2 separate regions of the Sus scrofa genome follow, and region 1 is linked to region 2. The links are chromatin contacts, called in public Hi-C maps. All regions are on one chromosome and are shown on one strand. The core of a region is the stretch at or near the end of the contact, and the rest is flanking DNA. Distances in the headings are between cores, read along the strand shown.

Region 1 (3,305 bases), core at 506-3,005, 680 kb before region 2:
AGTTGGGTAACCGGAGTGAAGACCCGAGTGCTTTCTCTCCGGCCACTCTCCCTGTTCCTGGGGAGCCGGAGTCGCCCCCTCTCCTTTTCATCCTTCACTGTTGTCGCTCAAGTCAAAAGCACACATCGATTACAAATATTAGGTCTGGAAAGGACAGCTGCAACAGCTGAAACTTTCATCGAGAGGCTTCTAACGCGAGAGGTTGGGAGAATGTTGACCACGACCACCAAAGTAACGTGGACGTTTCAATCAAAGGCAGGCCCCGCCCCCCATTCCTCGCTCTCTTAAGCAATTCCCGAAAGAAGCACATCTCCGAGAACTTTGACGTTACATTTTTTCCCCCTGATCATTTTACGGATCCCAGAGACCCCACATCAATAAACCAGTCAATACCCAGGACTGAATACCGAAAAAATGTTTGCTCATTTAAAAAGTCAGAAAAAGAAAGGCTGCCTGTAGAAATAAACTTTATGAATGGGGCAGGCCGGTTTCCTCGGTACGGAATAATCTACCCAGCCGGATGAATTGGCAGGAGCGGGAGCCACATTTAAAGGGCCAGAGCGCGAATTCCCTCCTGCCCGCCCCCTCCACCTCAAACCCCGGGCCGCCTCGCCCACCCGCCCCGCTGCCCCTCCGCCCGAGCCGCCCTCTGCGGCGCCCCTTTCCGGTCAGTGGAGGGGCGGGGGGAGAGGCGGGGGTGCGCGGAGGGGGTGGTGGTGGTGAAGTCCTGAGCGGGTTTGGGTTGCAGTTTCCTTGTGCTTGTGATCCTGTCCCCTCCTCGCCAGCGCCAGGCTCCTCCCCCGTCGGCGCAGATGACACTAGAACCTCCTTAAGTTCCGTCGCGCCACAGCTGTCTGCGAACACTGAGCTGCCTGGCGCCGTCTTGATACTTTCAGAAAGAATGCATTCCCTGTAAAAAAAAAAAAAAAAAAAAAAAAAAAAAAAATACTGAGAGAGAGGGAGAGAGAGAGGGAGGAAAAGAGAGAGAGACGGAGAGAGCGCGAGACAGAGCGAGCCACGCAATCTGACCGAGCAGTTTCTGCTCGCCCAGGTCACACGCCTCCTTCTCCTCTCTGCTCCTCGCTACCCAGGTTGGTACTTGCGACTTTTTTTTTTTTAAAGTTTGATTTGTTTTCTCTCTCCATATGGAAGGACTTTAAAACATTAAAAAAAAAAAACCCCAAAAAACCCAACCTCAACTCTCCTCTTTTGGAGAGTTTCTAAGGGCTGGAAAGTAGGTCCAGGGACCTGGATCCCCGGAGGGAGGGAGCTGTCGTCCTAGTTGGAGCCGCTCACTCAGTCCCGGGCTCCCGGGAGAGCCGGGCAGCTGGGGATGTACTCGGGAGTCGCTCCCTCTCGGCGGTCTCCCGGTGCTCCTGGCTCCGGAGGAGGCGTGCGCGTGTGCGCGTGACCTGGGGGCGCGGGCGCGGGGCCGGGCGGCTCGAGGGTAGGTGGTGCCACTTCGTAAACTCAGGTGCTAAGTACTCAGGACCTCATCCAGGTCTCTCCTTTCCTTTGCAGGTGACCCAGGAGAGACTCAGTCTCGGAACGGCCGAGGAGCCTCACGCGCAGAATCCCAGCCAGCCCTCGCCTCCTTTTGCACTTCGGGCCCCTTTTATCCTTTCCTACCTATTTTTTTGGAATTTCTTTTTTCTCCGTCTTCTTCTCTTTGCTAAACTACCCCTCAAAGATTTTTTTTTTTTTGAAATCTCATTTGCTCACCTTTCTTCCTAGCTTTCCCATTCCCCCACTGAAAACAAATCCTTGAACGACCCCTGCTCCTCCGACGGCAGGAGCACCTGCAGAGCCGCGGAGCCCCCCGGACCGCCCTCCCTCTCCGCGCGCGGGTTCCGGGCCCGGCGAGAGGGCGCGAGCGCAGCCTGGGCCATGGAGGTGACGGCGGACCAGCCGCGTTGGGTGAGCCACCACCACCCCGCGGTCCTCAACGGGCAGCACCCGGACACGCACCACCCGGGCCTCGGCCACTCCTACATGGACCCGGCGCAGTACCCCTTGCCCGAGGAGGTGGATGTACTTTTTAACATCGACGGTCAAGGCAACCACGTCCCGTCCTACTACGGAAACTCGGTGAGGGCCACCGTGCAGAGGTACCCTCCGACCCACCACGGTGAGTTCGCCCCGGGTGCGGGGACCCCCGCCCAGCTGTCCCCGCTCTCCCAGGTCGGGAAGGCAGGGAGGGACCAGGGGGTGGGGAGACAGAAGCAGCCAAAGCCCCCAAGCGCCGTTTCTGCATCATTAAAAAATTTGGGGCCCGGAAATGGGCGAGGAAGGCGTCTCGATCGTCGCGAGAGTGTGTTTTTCAAAACAGCCGCAGCAGGCGGCTCTCCGCGCCTGCAGTCCCCGGGGGCCTGGCGCTCACCTGGCGGGCGCCGCGCTGCAGCCCTCTCTCCCGGCGCGGCCGCAGGTTTGGGGGCCTCCGAGGTCCCAGGCGCAGGGAGCCGAGCCTCTGCCTCCGCCGGCCACCGCTCCCCGGGCCGAGCATCCGGCGCCGGCCAAACCTGGCTCGGGCTGGGTTCTTTGAGGGGCTTCGCTTCCCCAGTTACCCCGTAGCTCTCTCTCGGGGGCTTCTGCCGGCGCGCCTGGGTGTGCTGCTCCGGCACATTTCCAGAAAGGCCAGAGAGACGCACTTAGTCGCAACCCGGTGTCCTGACCTTCCTCCAAAGCCAGAGCATTTGGTTTCTAGGCAGCTTTTCCACCTTGTGGCTCTAAGGAAAAGAAGTCTGGTGCTTGACGGGGGTTGGGGGGAAAGACCACCGTCTTAAGTTTGTGACACTGGGGTTCCCTGGATTCCCGGTTGCAGAGAATTCCCTGCGTCTCTGCTTTTCCGCGGCCTCATTGCTGTGCTCCGGCAACTCTCGCCCAGCTGTCCTCGGGCCTACCCCAGCGCCCCTGGGCTCCCCCCAAAGATTTAGGATCCATTAGGGTTTCTTTCTAGGCAGGAGGGATTCTAGTTGCCTTTTCTTTTCTTTCTTTTTTCCCTTTCTCTTTCTCGGTGAGAAGTTTGCAGTTCTGGAGTGGTAAAGAGAAACCTGGCCCTATGTAGTTGGGAGACAAGGTTTCCAGCTCCAAGTGTGTTTCCCTAGAAGACATAGCAACGTTTCAGGTGGAGGAAGTATGAGGGGCTCTCTGGCAGGTCTGCTCCAGTTCCCCTCCTTAGGTTCTCCGGGTTGGGGCCGATGACAGAGGCCCTCCGGCAGCAGGAGGTCTCCACCCTGCTGTCACCAGCTTTTAAACAATTGTTTCTGCAGATGGGGCGCTCTTTGCCCTTGTTCTGTGCACATCAG
Region 2 (3,291 bases), core at 567-3,066:
AATTGTTGATATTTGTTGTCATTGCTATCACAGGGAGACCTATTTAAATAGAAGGGTACAGATAGGGATTTGGTATCAAGTCAATTTACTCTGTGCTCCAAAGTCATTCTTTGATAGTGAAATATGTGAAGTCACCCTCGACTTTTGATGTATGGCTTTCTGACACGAACTGATAGAGCCAGAGGACAGAGGTCTTACCATCTGCTTTCTCTTAGTTACCTGTGAACACAGTGATCCTGTCCACTAGTAATCAGTGCTCATTACGATGACAATGCCTGTTTGTCCTGGATTCTCGGCGGTTGTTGGTGTGGTCCCTGGACAGTTTTAAGTTTTCTCAGTTCAAACACTGGCACGCTGTCAGTGCATACCCTTTTAGGCAAAGCAGTGACTTTACATTTCTGCCCCATAAATCAGAACAAATACCTTGGGGTACTCAGGATACAAAATTATCCTTCCTGGAAATTATAGCAATTACCTAGCACTAACGAAAATAGGGACTTCATCTTTTATAACATTATCAAACTTTAAACATTATCAATCTTTAAACTTTCAATGATCTCAGTGAGTCATTTTGTGATGTGAACAAAAATAAATCCTCACTGTCACACCCTCCACACACAGACACACACAATACATTCATACAACCCAAAACATTAACCTGAGTTATTTGTAGATTTTTTTTCAGATGAAAAAAAAAAAAAGCATAGAAACCACATGAGTCTCAGTGAGACAACTGTCATTATCCTGACAGGAACAAGTGACAATGACAGCAGTTTTAAATGGTGTGTTAGGAGGAATTTAAATAAATAAACTTGGAAACTATTTCGAAAGACAATAAAGAAAAATTTAATTATAAAATGTAACATAATCTATGTGGATGTCCTTTTGTGATACTCAGTACCTACTACTCTTTGGTTGTGTTCTTCTGCTAAGACCTGCTAGGGCAATTACTGGGATTTTCAGATGTGACACTGATGACAGAGATCTGACCAACTTTTCTTATATAAGAAATATACTCTGCTGGGTTTTTACTTTTTCAAATGCAATGTAGAAAATTCCTATTGTTTTCCATATGGCTATCTACCTAGTTCAGAGAATTTGTGTCTCAGTTCAGCAAACAAGCACAATAATAACACACACACACGCACACACACACACACACACACACACACACACACACACCCTCTGGGAAGAACTGGGCCTGCATGAAAGAGAAATAGAAATAAAGTACAAAAAGTTTACGGTGCTGCCATTTGTATTTCAATGTCATACAGACTATAAAGACTATGATTTTACTCATTATTAGTTCTGAAGAAGAGACACAGAAAGCCAAATTCATCACAAATAAAATTTTCTTCCTAGTATTCTCTAGACATTAATTTGACAAGTAAAATCACCTAGGCCCTGAGGCAAAGGTTTTCTAGTTTAAAGCAATACAAAATCTGGACTATTTCAACTGTGATGAGAGTATGGAGCATAAACATTTACCAACGGACGGTCACAGCTCCAGCAACTGAACCTGCTGTTGAGCTCAGGTGCTGCAGCTCCTCTGCATGTCTAATCTGCCATCTCCTGAAGATTAAATACAGAGCCCAATAAGAAGCATGTTTATTTGGTGGTACAAAATGCCTCTGGGCTATTCCCAGTTTTCACCACTAAGGTCTAAATGGTTTTGAAGACTTCAGATTGCATTGCTGTGGCAAAGTTCAAAGGCAAAGTAAGAATTACACAGTGATCTGGAAGAAGTACAGGAATGTTCTAAAATTTATGTTGTAGCAAGTCCTTGGCAATGTGCAATGGTGTGTGTATTTTTGGAGTGAACGCTAAACAGGTGTTTTGAGAACACTGTGTGCTTCAGCTCAGAATTGGTAAGTAACTGTAGCCAAGTAGCATAGATAATTTGAATTCTGAGTGATCTTTTTAAAATAAAGATTATGACTGTCATGCAGAAACAAATGATTATCTTGGAGCTTGCATTCAGACAGTTGTCTTTACAAAAATAAAGAAAATAAATGTCAAAGCCCCCGTGAGAGAGGAGATACTGATGTGCTGAGTCACTTACTTTTACACATTAATTTGTATTAATTAATTTTAAATAAGGATTTGTTAGGTTCTTGGAGAGTCAGGATGAATAAGACCAAAGGATTCACAATCAAACAGGGAAGAGGGATTTGTACACCAACAGCTACTATAACAGAACTTGTCTAAGGAGCATGGAGAGGCAAAAAGGGAGCCACTGACTCTGCCTAGAAAGGCTGTAATGAAATGGGCTCATCAGGGAAAGCTGTGTTTTGAATGAATTAGTTTATTTTTGAGTATTCTATACATAGATACAGATAGAGCTATATATGCTAGGGCTATTCTGTACCTACATTTATACCTATTGTTTAGGGTTCAATCAGAAAAGCAGAACCAGTAGGAGACAAACATCAAGAGATTTATTACACTACTGTAAATAAAATAAGCCAGACACCAAAGGAGAAATACCGTGTGTTTACAATTATATGTAATACTTTGAAGAGTCAAATCCCTAGAGTCACAGTGTAGAATAGAGATTAGTAGGGATGGGGTAGAGGAAAATGGGGAGTTACTGTTTGTTTAATGGGTACAAAGGTTCTGTTTGAGATGATGAAAAAGTTATGGAGAAAGATGGTGGTTATGGTCAAATTCATCTTTTTTTTTTTTGTATTTGTTTTTGTTTTGGCACAAGAATTGTTCCAATACCATTTGTTGAGAAACTGTGTTTCTTCACTCAATTGCCTTGACATGGCTGTGAAAAATAAGCTGTCCTTACATGTATGGGTCTAGTTTTGGGCTCTGTTCCACACTCCACACTCTGTTCCCTGATCTAGCAGTCTGTTTTAAAACCGGTACAACATCTTGATTACTGGAACTTTAAAATAGGTTTTGAAATTCAGTATTGGTATTTCTCCAACTTTATTCATATTCAAAGTTGCTTTGCCTCTTCTAGGTCATTTCCATATGAATTTTAGAATTAGCTTGTCAATTTCTATTTAAAAAAGAACCTTCTGGGTTTTAAATTAGGTTTGTATTGAATTTATAGATCAATTTGTTGAGAATTAAATCTAAAGAATATTCGGTTTTCTGGCATATGAATAGAATGTTTGGCTTTTAATATGTTAGTGTTCCTCAATGTTATGCAACAATGTTTTATTGTTTTTAGTACATGGGCATTTCACATCTTCTGTCAGATTTATTCCCAAGGATTTCATATATTTTTATTATTTTCTAAATTGTATTCTCTCTCTCTCTCTTTTGTTTTTGTTTTGT

Evidence for each region. Hi-C and Micro-C count contacts between places; a contact is called where the count stands out from the background.
Region 1: a Hi-C map of omental adipose tissue shows a contact between it and region 2, with 1.9 times the contacts expected there. The contact joins the promoter of GATA3 here to the enhancer-like site in region 2. A contact is called at or near these places in 1 of 5 promoter capture datasets (fetal liver) and 5 of 47 Hi-C or Micro-C datasets (embryonic fibroblasts, heart right ventricle, omental adipose tissue and 2 more).

The regions. Positions count from the first base shown.
Region 1 is chr10:63,386,413-63,389,717 of Sscrofa11.1, reverse strand. GATA3 (GATA binding protein 3) reads left to right here and starts at 1,755. Exons shown (of 5, transcript NM_001044567.1): 1 at 1,755-2,128. The coding sequence starts at 1,888.
Region 2 is chr10:62,705,881-62,709,171 of Sscrofa11.1, reverse strand. No RefSeq gene overlaps it. Among named protein-coding and RNA genes, the nearest start is that of GATA3, 680 kb to the left of the region's middle. Within about 2 kb of position 1,816, at least 2 of the 83 cell types and tissues checked have an H3K27ac peak or open chromatin away from gene starts, as enhancers often do. A contact at or near this core is called in omental adipose tissue, where this site is marked.